Regions from separate parts of the Mus musculus genome. Here all the other regions are linked to region 1. The links are chromatin contacts, called in public Hi-C and HiCAR-type maps. All regions are on one chromosome and are shown on one strand. Each heading gives the region's core, a stretch centred on a gene start, on an enhancer-like site or on the middle of the called end of the contact. The rest is flanking DNA. Distances are from core to core; before and after follow the strand shown.

What was found. A called contact is a pair of places that touch in the nucleus more often than the background predicts. HiCAR-type assays count read pairs that join an accessible place to other places.
Region 2: a contact with region 1 is called in a Hi-C map of embryonic fibroblasts, with 5 times the contacts expected there. The contact joins two enhancer-like sites. A contact is called at or near these places in 1 of 39 promoter capture datasets (embryonic stem cells), 3 of 15 datasets of contacts at CTCF or cohesin (embryonic stem cells, large pre-B cells and pro-B cells), 18 of 484 Hi-C or Micro-C datasets (the 3T3-L1 cell line, the G1E-ER4 cell line, the HL-1 cell line and 6 more), 1 of 115 datasets of contacts at active chromatin or transcription factors (fibro-adipogenic progenitors) and 2 of 9 other capture datasets (embryonic tail and embryonic trunk).
Region 3: a contact with region 1 is called in a HiCAR-type map of fibro-adipogenic progenitors, with 3 times the contacts expected there. The contact joins two enhancer-like sites. A contact is called at or near these places in 1 of 15 datasets of contacts at CTCF or cohesin (the NIH/3T3 cell line), 10 of 484 Hi-C or Micro-C datasets (all in embryonic stem cells) and 2 of 115 datasets of contacts at active chromatin or transcription factors (the NIH/3T3 cell line and fibro-adipogenic progenitors).

Annotation. Positions count from the first base shown.
Region 1 is chr5:74,894,504-74,899,590 of GRCm38.p6, forward strand. No RefSeq gene overlaps it. Among named protein-coding and RNA genes, the nearest start is that of Gm52779, 47 kb to the right of the region's middle. Within about 2 kb of position 2,793, at least 71 of the 459 cell types and tissues checked have an H3K27ac peak or open chromatin away from gene starts, as enhancers often do. A contact at or near this core is called in embryonic fibroblasts and fibro-adipogenic progenitors, where this site is marked.
Region 2 is chr5:74,431,015-74,436,101 of GRCm38.p6, forward strand. The region is part of intron 4 of Scfd2 (Sec1 family domain containing 2); the gene reads right to left. Among named protein-coding and RNA genes, the nearest start is that of Scfd2, 98 kb to the right of the region's middle. Within about 2 kb of position 2,192, at least 60 of the 459 cell types and tissues checked have an H3K27ac peak or open chromatin away from gene starts, as enhancers often do. A contact at or near this core is called in embryonic fibroblasts, where this site is marked.
Region 3 is chr5:74,597,120-74,602,206 of GRCm38.p6, forward strand. It overlaps Lnx1 (ligand of numb-protein X 1), which reads right to left. Exons shown (of 11, transcript NM_001159577.1): 10 at 657-815; 11 at 1-291. The coding sequence ends at 156. It overlaps Fip1l1 (FIP1 like 1 (S. cerevisiae)), which reads left to right. Exons shown (of 18, transcript NM_001159573.2): 18 at 1-1,671. Among named protein-coding and RNA genes, the nearest start is that of Gm32304, 48 kb to the right of the region's middle. Within about 2 kb of position 3,107, at least 2 of the 459 cell types and tissues checked have an H3K27ac peak or open chromatin away from gene starts, as enhancers often do. A contact at or near this core is called in fibro-adipogenic progenitors, where this site is marked.

The DNA.
Region 1 (5,087 bases), core at 1,543-4,042:
AAGGAATCCTGCTTCTTTGTCCCGTGTGCTGTGGTGTCCAAGAGTGACTCTTGCAGTGGCAGAATACTATTAAGCCCTGGGAAAGAATGTAATGGTGCCATTTCTGACACGTGGATGAACCCGAGGGGGTGTGATGCTAACTGAAATTAAGCCAGTTGCGGAAGACTAAATGTTGCACGTACAGAAGGAATCTGACCAGGGCAATCCATGGATGCAGAGTTGAGTGGTGTTTGCTGAGAGCTTCAGGAAGGAGAAATGGGGAGATGCTGCTCAACAGAGAGAAAGTCTGCGTTGTGCAGAAGGAGGACGTTCTGGAGATTTACTATTAAATATGCGTACTCAAAGGTAATGCTGTATGGTGTAGTTAAAGACGTGGAGAGAGGTGAATCCCGTGTTATGTGTTTTCATAACAACAAACAGAAACGTGGGGGAGTTCTCAGAGGTGGTGGGTACATGCATCTTTGCCTTCATTGTGATGATGAAGGTATAGACAGTTGTCCAAGTTCACACACACTCACACAGACACTGACACACACACACACACACACACACACACACACACACAAACACTACTTATTTCCGTGGTCACTGTATCAGTCAGGATTCTCTAGAGTAACAGAATTTATACAATGAATCTCTCTGTATAGAAAGGGAATTTATTAGAATGATTTATAGGCTATGGTCCAGCCAGTTTGACTATGGCTGCCTCTGAACTAAAAGTCCAAGAATCTAGTAGTCCATGCTCAGTCCATGAGGCTGGAGTCTCAGCTGGTCTTCAGTATACACCAGCATGTGGAAGTAGGCTCTAGTGATAGCCAAAAAATGGGCCTGCTAGCAAGTAGTCAGCAAGCAAGCACAAAGCAAAAGCTTCCCTCTTCTGAGTCCTTATAAAGGCTTCCAGGGAAACCCATGGCCCATTGTAGAGGTGTCTGCCTTCCTCAAAGATCCAATTAGAAGTAGATCTTCCCACTTCAAATTAAGCAAAAATCCCTCACAGGTGTGTCCCTCCATTGGGGGGTTCTAGTTCATTCCAGAGGTTGTCAAGTTGACAACCAAGAATAGCCATCACAGTCACCTTCCCAAAACAAGTGACTGGTGTAAGATCACCTAGCTCCAGGTCTAATTAAGAATCCAGCCATTTTCAGGCGGCCTCAGTAGCTCTCATTTCTCTCTAATGAAAACTCTGCTTCCATTAGAATGCACTGTCAGGGCTCTGCAAGACCTGACCTTGCCCTTGCTCGGCTTCTCCTGCAACTTGTGCTGAGCAGCCTTAGCTTGGTCCTCTGTAGTTAGCTATCCAGAGCCCACACCACTCTTACATCAACCCCTTCTCTGACTAAATCCTTCCTATGGGATACGTAGACATCTAGGCTTCCAGGAAGCCCCCTTGGCTCTTCCAGGATGCTGCATTGTCTAGCCCTTGTTTGTCTTTTCTTAGCAATTCTATGATTTCCCAGAGCTCCCTGCTGGACTATGGAGCAAACCCTTGGGAGCAGACACTCCCTTTATTGGTTAACCTCGATCTCCTGCCCCAGAACCTTCAAGGTGTCGCACACTTGTTGGGTGAATGGGCCAGTTGGCGGCCATCCTCATTCTCATTATGTGTAGCAGCAGGATCCCATTGCCAGAGCCCCAAACCCCAATTCTTGTGCCTCCGACTCTCTAATGGATGCGCTATCACAACTGCAGTATCATTTTCTTTGCTGCTAAGACAGTATAGCCAACAAGATGCTACTGAGGGACAGAGAGTGAATTATAGACCATCGGTTGAGGGGATAAAGCCTTCATGGTGGGAGGCCCTGGCAGCAGGAGTGAGGGGCAGCTGGTCACATTGTGTTGTAGTCAGGAAGCAGAGAGCATAGGAGCTGGTGGGGCCAGACTACAGAATCCCAGTTCTGTTCCCAGTGGTCCACTTCCTTCAGCAAAGCTTCACCTCTGCACAAACTCAGATGGCACCAGCAGTTGGAGACCAAGCATTGAGCATTTCCCACCATAGCAATCTTACCACAGGGTCTGTCAAATTATCTCTCTCACTCTATGAGTATGTTCTGAGGAGGGGATCCCTCCGAGTGACAGTGAATCCAGAATGGCCTCACACAGCCTGCCCCTGTTGACCAGAGACCTGGATGTGACTCTATCTTTTATCCCCTTCTGAGTTTATGCCTGACTCTTCAGGCTGAGAACAACAAGGACAGAGTCAGAGAGGAAAGGGGACAGTGGGAGAGATGGTTCAATACAAATATAGTGACATATATGAACAAAATACCACAATTAAATAATCAGTTGGTATTTGACATTTTAATTTAAAAATTCCTTTAAAAAAAAAACAGCTCAACCAAGGCCTCAATATATCCTTACTTGCAAACTGGCTTCCAATTTCATAAATTCTTCATGCTTGGGCCTTTGAGAACAAGGTGTCCTTGATAGTTCTTAGTCTCATAGCATAATAAAAGAGAGACAAAAGAGAACACTTGGGAAGCTGAGGCAGGAGGATTATGAGGTTGAGGCCAGCCTGGACTCCATGCGAGACACTGTCCCTAAACAAAACACATGAAAGAAATACATATCTATCCACCCTCAGGCTTAACCACATGAGTGTTTCCACTGTGCTTTTACAAACCGAACTGAAATCTGACCCCTGCTACCAGATTCATATTCTAATAAAATAGCAAGGAGGGATTTCCCTAGAGCCATAGTGAATCAGCAGCATGTGTCAGACAGGACTGAGCTGCACCACCCTTCCTGACTGGAAAGCAAAGATGCAGACCAAGATTGTTCTTGGCTGCAGAAGGAGATGACTGGGTAGTTAACCGAGAAAAGCACCCGGAGGAGACAAAGCGCTTGAGATCAGGCGGTCTGCACTCCTAGGGGTCGGATAGGAGACTATGTCACCCCCGTGAAGACATGATACTGGTATTACTCAGATATTTCCAGGATCTGGGCTTTGTGGCGAAATGTGCTGACCTCGTTATAGAACACTGCCCTGAGAGAGAGCATTCCTTGGCATAATGAAGCTTTGAGTCATATTAAGGACGGGATCTCTCCATGACCTCTGCAACTCCTCCATTATGGAATTAGGAACTTTCACAGCACAGAGGGTGATTCAGGAATGAGACCCTCTATCCAGAACTACAGAGTGCTCGGTGACCACAGGCTTACCCTTTTTGTTTCTCAAGGCTATCCCAAACCCAGGAAAATGAACTATGTTTTACAACCACACACTGTCCAGCTGTCAAAACTCACTCTCTGGGTTGAAGATGTGGTTCAGCGGTTAAGAGCACTGACTGCTCTTCCAAAGGTCCTGAGTTCAATTCCCAGCAACCACACGGTGACACACAACCATCTGTAATGGGATCTGATGCCCTCTTCTGGGGTGTCCGAAGAGAGGAACAGTGTACTCGCATACATAAAATAATCTAAACAAAACAAGACAAAACACCTCAATCCATGCTCTCTGTGCCATAGACTACAAACTTGGGGGTATTGAGGAACAAGATATAGGAATGGCTCGTAGGAAATGCTTGCCCACGTGGTATAGAATTATTAGTCTATCAGTCTTAATAATGAGTAAGTGGGAAGGCCCCATCCTGGGTCCCAAGCTGGTGGCCCAGGTTGCTTTCCTAAATCACTTTAATCCCCTAAGGGTAGATTAGATTATGGACTTTTACAGCAGTGAGGGTGACTCGGGATGGGACTGTAAAGGACCCTCTGGTCCCCTAAGGAGTGATGGCACAGAACACATAGAAGATAGTGTGAGAGGGTTCATTTCTCTCTGATTCCTGGCTGCATATGTAACGTAGTCATCAAAGGCTTCATAACTTGGCTGTCATGTCTTCCCTGCTATGATGGTCTGTAAAACCCAAAAACACCAGCCAAATAAACTCCCCCTTCCTTAACTTCCTTCCGTGGGATATTAGGTCACAACAATGGAAAGGTAGTTACCACACCGAGGAGGGGACTCCAGTTTCTGTCTGTCTTCTCAAGCTGCAGAGCCTCCAAGGAAGGCAAATTGCTCATCTGTCACTTCTACATCCTTGTAGTTAATTACGTGTGGACTAAGTCTCTCTCTCTCTCTCTCTCTCTCTCTCTCTCTCTCTCTCTCTCTCTCTCTCTCTCTCTCTCTCTCCCTCCCTCCCTCCCTCCCTCTCTTCCTCCCTTCCCTAGGATAGAAGAGCTCAATGAAACCCCATTCACAAGTAGACAAAAACTTTATTAAAGAGTCTTCAGTAGTTATTAAGGTGCAGCAACCATAGGATCTTGCTCAGCAGACAAAGGCACTTAGTACCAAGACAGATGTCCTAAGTTGGATTCCCCTAACCCACATAATGAAAAGAGATAACTTCCACAAGTTGGCCTCTGACCTACACACACATTGTGCCATGTGAACATGTGTGTTCACTAAGTACATTATTCATATACTAAATAAATAATCTTAAAGTTATTTATTTTAGTTGACAGCACTCTGTGTACCTATTACACACAGCATGCTGTTTTGAAGTCTATATAAATAATCCAATGGCTGCATTGAGACATTTGCTCTATGCACCGAGGGCTTAAAGTTTGTTCTCTTAATGCTTTTCACAAACCTTGTGTTAGTCATATTTCCATTACTATAACAAAGCAAATAATTGAGATGAATCTACACAGAGAAGTTTGCTTCGGTCGATAGTTTTGGGGATTGGTCCTTGGTTGCTCAGTGCACACACTCACAAGGATTTGTTATCTGTTTTCTTAGTAATTGACAGTGACTAGAATTTAGTTTTAACTTGCATCCCTCTATTGACTGTGGAGCTGAATTTTTCCATGTGTTTATTAATCATGTGTCTCTTCTTCTGAGGGTTATCTGTTCATTTTAGAGCCTACTCATTGATTGGGTTGTTGATTTTCTGATATATAAAATTTTCTCTATCAGATACATAACTAGCAAAGATTTTTTTTCTATTCTGTAGCCTGTTTCTTTGCTCAATTTATAGTTTCCTTTTCTGTGCAAGAGCATGAGCTGTGGATTCCATTTTGCAGTTGCTGTCATTAATTCCTGAGAAACTCAAGTCCTCTGCATAAATCTATAGTCTGTGAATGGCTTTATG
Region 2 (5,087 bases), core at 942-3,441, 460 kb before region 1:
GTCCCATGAAGGGACAGATAATAAACTACCTTCAGATGACAAGACCCAGCCATATTCTTAAGCCTTCCAGACAGAAGGTTGTGGGTTACATCCCCACCTGAATGACCTGTACACAAAGAGCCTTGAATCCATCTGCTCAGAGCAAGAGTTCATCTCATGTTCAGGACCTCTCATCTGTGCACAGAGGCTCTGGGTGCAGAGAGAGCTGCTGAGGAGAAGTCCATGGACCTCACTGGAGCAGGTTAGACACTCATGGGATGCAATGGAGCAGGGTAGACACTCATGGGATGCAATGGAGCAGGGTAGACACTCATGGGATGCAATGGAGCAAGGTAGATACTCATGGGATACAATGGAGCAGGGTAGACACTCATGGGATGCAATGGAGCAGGGTAGACACTCATGGGGTGCAATGGAGCAGGTTAGACACTCATGGGATGCAGTGGAGCAGGTTAGACACTCATGGGGTGCAATGGAGCAGGTTAGACACTCATGGGATACAATGGAGCAGGTTAGACACTCATGGGGTGGAATGGAGCAGGTTAGACACTCATGGGATTACAGGTTGTGCTTTACAAGATTCCAAATGGCTTTTAAGGTGAAGAGCTCAACATGGATTGTGTGGTGCTTAAGCAGGTAACGAGCATAGGCTTGGGAGCCAGAAGAGCTGGTCACAGCAGTCACTGCCACTCACAGTGGCTGAGCGCGTCCCAAACTCAGAATCTCAGCTTCTTCATTTCAAAACTGGAGTTGCTGCACAGTAAAGACATATATACATAAGACACTAAGTCTGGTACATAGCATATGTAAGCCTTGATACATGAGGTCCATAATATGATCAAAATATACTGCACAGGTATATGAAATTCTCAAAAATAATGAGAATGTTATAATAAAAATAATTTTAAAAATTTAAAATAATACCCAGTAAAATTATCACTAGTATTAGTCGTGTGATACTGCTCAGAACCTCCCTTTGAGTCCACCTGTTCTCTGATGTGACACATGATCAGATTTTTCATTTCTGCTCACCAGCTGAAATTAGAGGAGTGGCTTTTCTTGCTATCAAAGAAAACAGACCTGATGGACAAAGAAAACATGGGGACCTTTCTATGGGTGTGCTGCATACGACATTCAACTCCACTCTCTTCTTGAGGATCCTGGCTTCATGTTTTATCAGTCACAACCTTTCATTGTGTTCCTTCTTACAGCAGCCCCTATTTTAAAGGTGCTTTCCAAATAACCTTATGTTTGGACTGAGTTAAAAATGCTAAAAACAGATGTGCTCGCTATCTTCCAGGAATGCTGCAGAGATCCTAAGGAGAGTGGACTCAGCACCACCTGGATTGGACCCACAAGACAGTAGCTACTATTAACAAGCCCAAAAGAAAAGAGAGAATTTGATTTTAGTGCCCTGTTAGAGATATTTGGGCAAAAGAAAGTGTATTTATGTGGAAAGTTTCAAGACATTACAAATGAGATAAAGCTAAATGAGAAGAACACAGACGTGCAGCCCATAGACCTCAGCTCGCCATATGTGAAGTATCAAATAAATAGCTTTTCTAATCTCAAATGTTAATCTCTCCTTTCAGCCTTCCTCATTTTATGGGACCAAATATTTCAAGCCTCATCTGGGTTCTATTACAATCTCAAAGACAACACGATATCTAGGAAAGAGTTTATATGTAAAAATCACTTAAACTCAGGCAGTGGTATAAACTGAAGTCCAGACTCCATTACCCCTAGATTTCATGTAATTATATTCCTTTTTCTTTAACTCCAAAATGATAATTTTCTCCTTTGGCACAGAGTCTCTTTGGCTCCAGGTTTGATGCCAATGCAGTCTTACTGTGAAAACAAATTAGAAGTAGGTGGTCTGGTTAGTCTTCACAATGCTCCATTTTAATCAGGCAGAGCAGTGGAGAGGACGGCTGTGGAAACGCTGGCGGGTCTTCAAACAACAGTGCACGCTGTCCATTTTACTCACAATGAAAAAGCTCTTCGGGAGATTTCGATAACGGTTCCCCTCCTACTCGGAGTCCACATTTGTAATGTTTATATAAGTGGGGCTATAAATCTTTCTCCAATAGACCCCATGGTTTCTGAGGCAGACTTCTTGTTATAAACTGCCTGTTTCCGGTTTGCCTGCCTAAGCAAGGCAGGCAAAGCCAGTTCGCCAGAGACTGGAACTAATTTAATGTGCTCCAGGTTTAAGCCCCTAGCCTGTGTGCCTTTACAGGGAGATTTTACACAGCGGATTACAGCTGACTTTAACAATGATTCATATGATAAGTGGCTTTCGATTTGTTTTTTAATGTCCGAAAGTATGCATTTGCAAAGGACATGTCATCAAAATAATGTTGTTAAAGTAATACCCTTAGAAAGGGAAAAGAAGGAATTCAACTTTTCATCAAAATGAAAAAGTTTAAATGTTATCCGTGCCAAAGACTCTTGCACATGAATTTAAGGGTTCTATTACACAAAATAAGACAAAGTTGTTTATAGACAGTTAAGCCTGGATGAGCTCCAAGATGTGATTGGTTAAATTGATACATTTTACCTCAAGGTTTGGTCCTGTTATTAAAAATACTGAAGCTATCATGAAAATGGACAAAAGCCCTATTCTTTCCAGCCTCAAAGAGATCCTGTGCGTTTTTTTTCAAAGATGCACCATTCCTTGAGACAAGCGCTAACTGAAACAGAAGCACATTCACAAACCTCCACTACCATCCATCAGGGGAAAAACAAAAACGTGTCATCTGTTACCTCAGCAACGCCCCGTAAGAAAGTAAACGGCACCACAGAAGCGAGGAGTCTACTAATCCTCTGAGTGTCTGTGCTGAGTACTCTCTACAACACCTTTTTAAAATACCAAATGTAAGAAGATAGGTTTGTCCCAAGCTGTTGATTTCTTCCAATTTTTTTCTTTTGAGATTCCTTCAAAGGGCAGGGCAAAGACATACAGTAGGGGGCAGTGTTGCACCACCGTGCTCTCACTTGGAAAGAATCAAGGCCAGACCGAAGGAAACCCAGCCATTATTCTTCATTTAGACTTATTACCCTAATTATTACAAAATTTCAGAGTTTTTCCTTGTAGCATAACCTGCTTTTTCACCACCTACATACCTACATACCATATTAAGATGTTTTAAGTGATACAAAAACAAATGTTTTTAATAACAAAACCAAATCCACCCAAATATCCGAGACATGGCTGATTGCTGTTTAGCCGTTGATGGAGAACTATTTGTTCAATGTCATATTTTAAAAGCACGAAGACTTCTCCAACTGCAAATATCCAGATGTTCTTTATTGTAAATATAATATCACATTGGGAGATGGCTAAAAAAAAAAAATGAATGAACCTTGGTCTAAAATGAAATGCAGAGTTGGTTTATAAAATACAAGTCAATGTGACCCATGCTAATTAGATAATTTTAAAAATATGGGGTAAGAAAATATTTACAAGTACAAAATGTCTTCATATCTTCCAGAAATAAACTCTTTTGTTCCATCTGCTGGGCTGGCTCTCGGAAGGAGGAAACTGACACCTGGGCTGCATGCTTGCTCCCCAGCACTTACGCTGCTTTGGAGTTCTGAGTGGGTGCGCGGAGAGGCTAAACCTTTCCCAGGTCCCAAGAATAAAACTTGCCCATCTATCGAAGTAATTTTATCTACCATACATAGTGGAAATCCAAGTGTATATTTCAAGGTTAGTAAACAAAATAACAATTCACTATTTGACTTCAAAAAAAGAAAAAAAGACAAGGAGCCTGAAAGATGGCTCAGAAGTTAAGAGTACTTACTGCTCTTGCAGAGGACCTGAGTTCATTTCCTTGCATCCACATTAGACATCTCACAACCACCTGTAACTCTAGTTTCAGGGGTGGGTCTGATGCCCTCTTCTGAACTTTGCAGGCAACTGCAACCATGTGGTACACATAAACTCATACAGACTACACACATACAGACAGAGACTGTTTTTTAGTAAATAATTAAAATAGAATCAAAACTCCCACAGTCTTAGTAAGTGATTATTTCTCTTTGTCTTCAATTTCAACTTGGTTTTTTTTTCACTTGTGTTAAGAAAGGTTAAATTTAAACAAAAATAAACTTTTACAATTTCATAATTACACTGGAAAAAATATTAAAATCATGTCTCTAGAGATATACAAATTAATGGTTTAAAATTTACAAAGGGACTCTAAGAATACAAAATATTTTTTGAAATTCCATAAGCCAGCAAGAATCCATAGGCTTACATTTAAATGTAATAGATTTTAGGTTTTAGTACTTTGTTATATTATGGTTCATTGTATTCCTGAGAATGTACTTTTTTTACACTCTCCAGGAGTGTGTGTGTGTGTGTGTGTGTGTGTGTGTGTGTGTGCACAGTATGCACTTAGTGCTTCTATGAGACTCCCCCCTCCCCAATATGTGCTGTACCTTTCCAGCAAAGCTTTTGCAGTGGGGAGAGGCTCCTTTTCAAGACTTAACAGAAACACTGCCCCTATAATTACAACTAAATTTCCTTCAAATTGAGCTAAACATTTGAGCTGCCAGATGGGACATAATTCTTCATAATTATTGCAGAAAGAGGGCCTGTGACAGTTGCAACAGAGTAATTGGCTAATGGAAGAGCAGCAGGTATGCATTTTCCCCAAACATCTGTTTGAAACTCTGGGTCATTTGAAGAGTACCTAAAAGTCCCATCTTCTAATTAGCTTCTCACCAAGCCAAATCCCATTGCCAAGGCTGTTTGAGTTGGGTGAGGGTCAAGGTTCTTCTGTAGTCAGGCTGATGAAAGCACTGCACCCCTCCAAAAGCATGCACTTATTTCATCTCACAGTGTCGCTCTGAGATGGAAGAGGAAGAAGCATTTTCTCCTAAGAGGAATGTATTTTCTTCATTATTTCATCCATTTCTCTGTCAAAAGAATCTTTGCATACCACATAACTGCTTATTTCTCATCTCTCTTCCTTTTATACATCTTATGATGAACAAGGAGATGACTAGAAACAACAAGGTATGAACTTGGCACTGTGAGATATAATAAGAAATATATTTTGGTTTTGTCCCTGATTCCT
Region 3 (5,087 bases), core at 1,857-4,356, 300 kb before region 1:
TTTTTATTTTTGAGAACAGTCTCTGAGGTGTAACTTTTCATAATATCATACTTTTCTGGCATTTTTTACAATATATTCTTTAAATATAAAAATTGACAAGATAAATACAATTTTACCTAGCCTATCTGTGGTTTTTCTAAGATCCATCATTGATTTTATAAAAAAGTACCAGGCCAAGAAGCAATGGTCAGAGTAATTCTCCCTTTAAGTTCCTTGAGCATCCTGGCCAGGCAAGCGTGTATCATACCCGATGTACTTCTACCGTTGACAGCGAGAAGAATGTCACCACATCTAAAAAGAACACAGCACTGAGATCAGAACCACTTCATGGTTGAAGCTCCTCAAAGGGACTTGAGTGGTCCTAGGGTTTGCCATATTGGTCCATTTTAATTCTGATCTGATCTTCCCTCTTCACGTAAATTCTTCAAGCTCTACTCGGCTTGCATTAGAAGGTATAGTAGTATATAGGAACTTGAGAGGTAGGACCAAGGCCGGTTATAATTTTGGGTTTCTTACTACCTAACTAGTACACTCATGTTTTCATTTCTCACTCTTCAGGAAAGTATAATCTATGCTTTTTCTTTCAAGTGGGGCCAAGTTTTTACATGTAGAAAACAAAAATACTTGAATATTATTTTTTGCTAAGTAATCATTACCTGATTCTTCCGTCATTGTATGCAGGTGTTCCTTCAACAATGGACTTGATAAAAAAAGGTTTGTTCCCACTGTATTCTTCATAACCTCCCACAATGCAGAAGCCCAGGCTTCCAGCTGTGTTCCTTCGCAGTATCACATCTTTACAGTTACATAAGTACCTGAAATAGAATGTAATTAATGTCTATTTAAATGAGTTTTTAGCTGTGACTTCTCTCATTCATTTTTTGGGGACACTTTTAAAATGAAAAAATACTGCGTCAGCTTTTGTATTTTGATCTCTTTTTTCCATAGCTGAATACCCTTTCAACAAAAGGACTTAGTATTATTTTCTATTTGTGTCTCTGCTGAGAAAGATGGCCACATTTTTTTGGCTAAGGACAAAATAATGCATGAGCCAGAAGTAGGATATGTCTCGATACTTCTAATGATAACCCACAGTGGAACATATTGAGGGGGTATAATTTTATATACTTGGGGGCTCATATAATTTGTAAAGAAGACAAACATTCTCAGAATTAGCGATTAATTGCAAGGACAATAATTTTAACTTATGCTAATGAACTTCACTAAGTTGTAAGCTTTCTATTGACCCTTGGAAAATACTAGTTTATACTCACACAAACTGAAGACTGTAGACAAAGTGAATGGAAACTTGGCCAAAAATAGTGGAGTGGTTGTTGTAGGAAAATAACATGGCATAGCTGCAGCAAAGAGTACAGAGGGGAGGGAGGAGCACAGCTGGCCTGAGAACCAATACCACCTTCAACTAGGAGAGTCGCGGCTGTCAGACCTAAGTGCAAACAGCTGCATTAGAGTAGACAGTGTGTCGGAAGATGGGGGTGGCTCTAGGATCAAGGGATCTACCACATGTGTATCTATGGTCTAGGAACTGCTTTTGACTGGAAGATAGTGTTTTTATGTTGGTAGAAATGAAGATGTTTTGTTTATAGACTGTACCTTAAAATAATCAGTTGCTTTTTGATAATCAATAAAAATGATCTTGTGAAATATTAAGCAATGAAGTTTGGTCATTACCCTGACTGCTGGCCTTTCGTTATTTAACAACTTGGATGGCTATTCTTGGTGGCAACTTGATTGCATCTGGAATTAACTAAAACTCAAGTGGCTGGGTGCACCTATGAGGGATTCTTTTTTCTTAATCATTTGAAGTGGGAAGGCCCACTGTTGGTCCAGATCTCATGTGGAGTTAGGAAGATCTGCCTTTAATCTGGGCCATGCTGCTGGCAGCCTATGTAAGGACATGAAGAAAGAAGCCTGCTCTCTGTTTGCCTGCTTGCTCTTGCTCTCCCTTGCAAGTCCTTTGAGATTCCAACATAGACTAAAGACCATCTGAGACTCCAGCCTCATGGACTAAGCAACTACTGGATTCTTGGACCTTCCATTGGTAGACATCCATTGTTGGACACGCTGAACCACACAGCCTGTAAACCATTCATACATACATACATACATACATACATACATATATACACATGTATATATATTCATTCTAAGTTCCTCTAGAGAATCCTAATACAATAACCTTTTCCATACTGTTTCTTTCATTTGAAATAAAACAAGCCCATTTTTTTTTTATTTTTAGAGGCATTGACATACCCATACATCATGTACAAGATTTTCTTTCATTGAAATGATTTTTAAAAAACACCCATAAATTTCACTTAGTGAAAACTCATTTCTACTCTTAAGTACTTGTCTTAATTCCCACAAACCTGTGAGTGGCACAGACATCCTGTCGGAGCTACTGTGTACGAGATGCCACACTATTCAGTTCCAGTGTATCTGACTAGAGTAGAAGCAGCACACATCCCCACCTTGGTTGACATATGCCTGTTTTTGGTAGGAAAGAAGTAATTAAATGCTTCCTGCCCAGGGGTGTGATCCACTCTAACAGTTATATAACTATAACTAGGTATATAGAGCAGTCTCTGAATCTGAATGCTTCTCTGTCTTTGGATCATTGGGGGTTTTTTTTGGTGGGGGGATGTGTTTGTGGGATTTTTTTGTTTTGTTTTTCAGTAAGTATTTCTGTGGGCCCTATTTGACCAAATATTTTTTATGTTGACCAGCATTCAGGATGGGACACGTCTTCCTACCCTTTTGTTCTGTTGTAGCAGCAAAACCTAGTTTGTTTGGTTTTTTTTAATTAATTTATTTATTTACTATATGTAAGTACACTGTAGCTGTCTTCAGATGCACCTGAAGAGGGCATCAGATCTCATGGTGGTTGTGAGCCACCATGTGGTTGCTGGGATTTGAACTTCGGACCTTTGGAAGAGCAGCCAGGTGCTCTTACCCACTGAGCCATCTCTCCAGCCCCGCAAAACCTAGTTACGTTAAGCTCTGCCAGCATCAGACTGGTTCGTTGGGACTGATGACCTTTTTTTCCCCTTGCATTACTTCATCACCCACTGGGAAACGTGGCAGCTGGTTCAGATGAGTAACCTTTCAGAGTAAGTGACTTGACCCTCTGGATGTGACTGTGAGCTTCTCCTCCTCTGAGCTCATTCTTTTAATCTACATCTAATTGAGAAAGATTTGGCATGGTGTAAGGAATGGCAAAGGCTTTGGTCATTTTTCCAGTGGGACTATGGTTAGGCTTAGGCTCACAGGGAAATTTAACTCGAGCAATTTAAGAATAAGAAGCCTTGAGCTGCTTAAGAAAGGAAGTTTTGGAGCTAGAATGGTTGCTCAGCCATGAAGAGTACTTAGTTGTTTTTCCAGAAAACTGGGATTCAGTTTCCAGCACCCACGTGATGGCTTATAATTGTCTGTAACTACAGTTCCAGGGAATCCATACACCCTTTTTGACCTCCACAGGTATCAGGTATACTATGGTATACCTACTTGTAGGCAAGACACTTACAAATTAATTTTATCTTTAATCTCCCCTCTTCTTCCTCATATGCCAATTTACTCAACAAATCATTGCAACATTGCCCAGGTTTAAGTCAGATGTTTACTAAGACAAGGGAAGCATTGCCTCTTAAAAAACAAGAAGCCAAAACAGAAGTTTAACGGTAGAATGTAAACTGTGTCTATTAGCCAAGACAGTGTCAAGCCCATGTCTCTGACTGGATTGAATCATAACCTGTGGTGTGGAAGCAGCAGAGACCATGAATTGATTCTTCATACTTTAGATTATTGCACTATCTTAGCCATAGAGAATTTAATAATTTTGGATACTTTATACTTAATACTTTATACTTAAAAAAGGACAATAGGTCAAATTAAGTCTAAAGTATTCTCATCACTGTTTTTATATTGGAATCACAAATCCAAAACACCACATCTGTATATTAATATACGTGTAGAAGAAAAACAATGGCCAAGTTTGGAAAACAATAGATTAGGCTTATGTTGAGAAAAGAAAGTTGATCACATAACCAGTTTCAGTCCTTTTACAAAAAGTCATCTTAACTTTGTTACTGTCTGTTTGGATAGTTCAGCTTTTTGTCCTAACTTACTTGTAAACATTACCGCTAATTTTAAAGTCTGGGTAGAATGTAAAGAGCCTCTTCCTGTGGCTAACTCCTGGATTAGTGTGCCTGTGTTGATTGCTCTCTGCTGGCACTCTGCCACCATGTGCTATTCAGCTCATGAAGGAAGTATCTCTCTTTAGTTGATACTTAAGCAGGTAGGCAGAGAGCTCATCCAACCCAGGTGGGATATAAAAAATCTGCTCAAATGGAGCTCTAAGGAAACGGTCTGCAGAGCATTCGGTGGTCACCTTTCATGACTTTTATAGTTCATAATAGTAAATACTTTTATCAGGATATCTTGCTCTCTAGATTCTGAAGTCAATAAAAGGCTTTTCTTAAACATAAAGGATTCATTGTTTCATCAATAAATGTCTACTCAACAGCAGTTCCAGACCTTCTGAAATGCTAGGGTTTTTGTTTGTTTGTTTGTTTGTTTGGTTGTTTTTTTTTTTTTTTTTTGGAAGGGTCTACCTATTGTTAACAGTAAACATTAAAATGCATCATTTTACATATTAAATATAGGCAGGCTTGGGGCAAGTGTTTGATAGGTTTTTAAAAATAACTTTGCTCTTGAAATTATGTGCCCATTTGGTTTTTGATGGATGGAACTTTCCAATCACACAGGGAAAGAGATAGGAGAAATGACAAGAAATTATAGACTTATGTAGCAAGCAGTAGTGAAAGCTGTCTTTTCTATCCTGGTGCAAGATTCTGTTATGTGAACTTCTCCAGAACTCACTTTATAGTAGAAAACAAAAAACAAAGATATAAATCAGCTAAAGCTAAATATAGGCTTAGCAGTCTCTTGGGGGTACTTCCAACTCACTAAAGCATCATGATTGAAATCACAGACTCAGGCAGGAATAGCAGGCTTAGCTTGCAGCTCAGCCATGCAGCGTGAGCATGTCATCTGACAGCTCTGAGCCT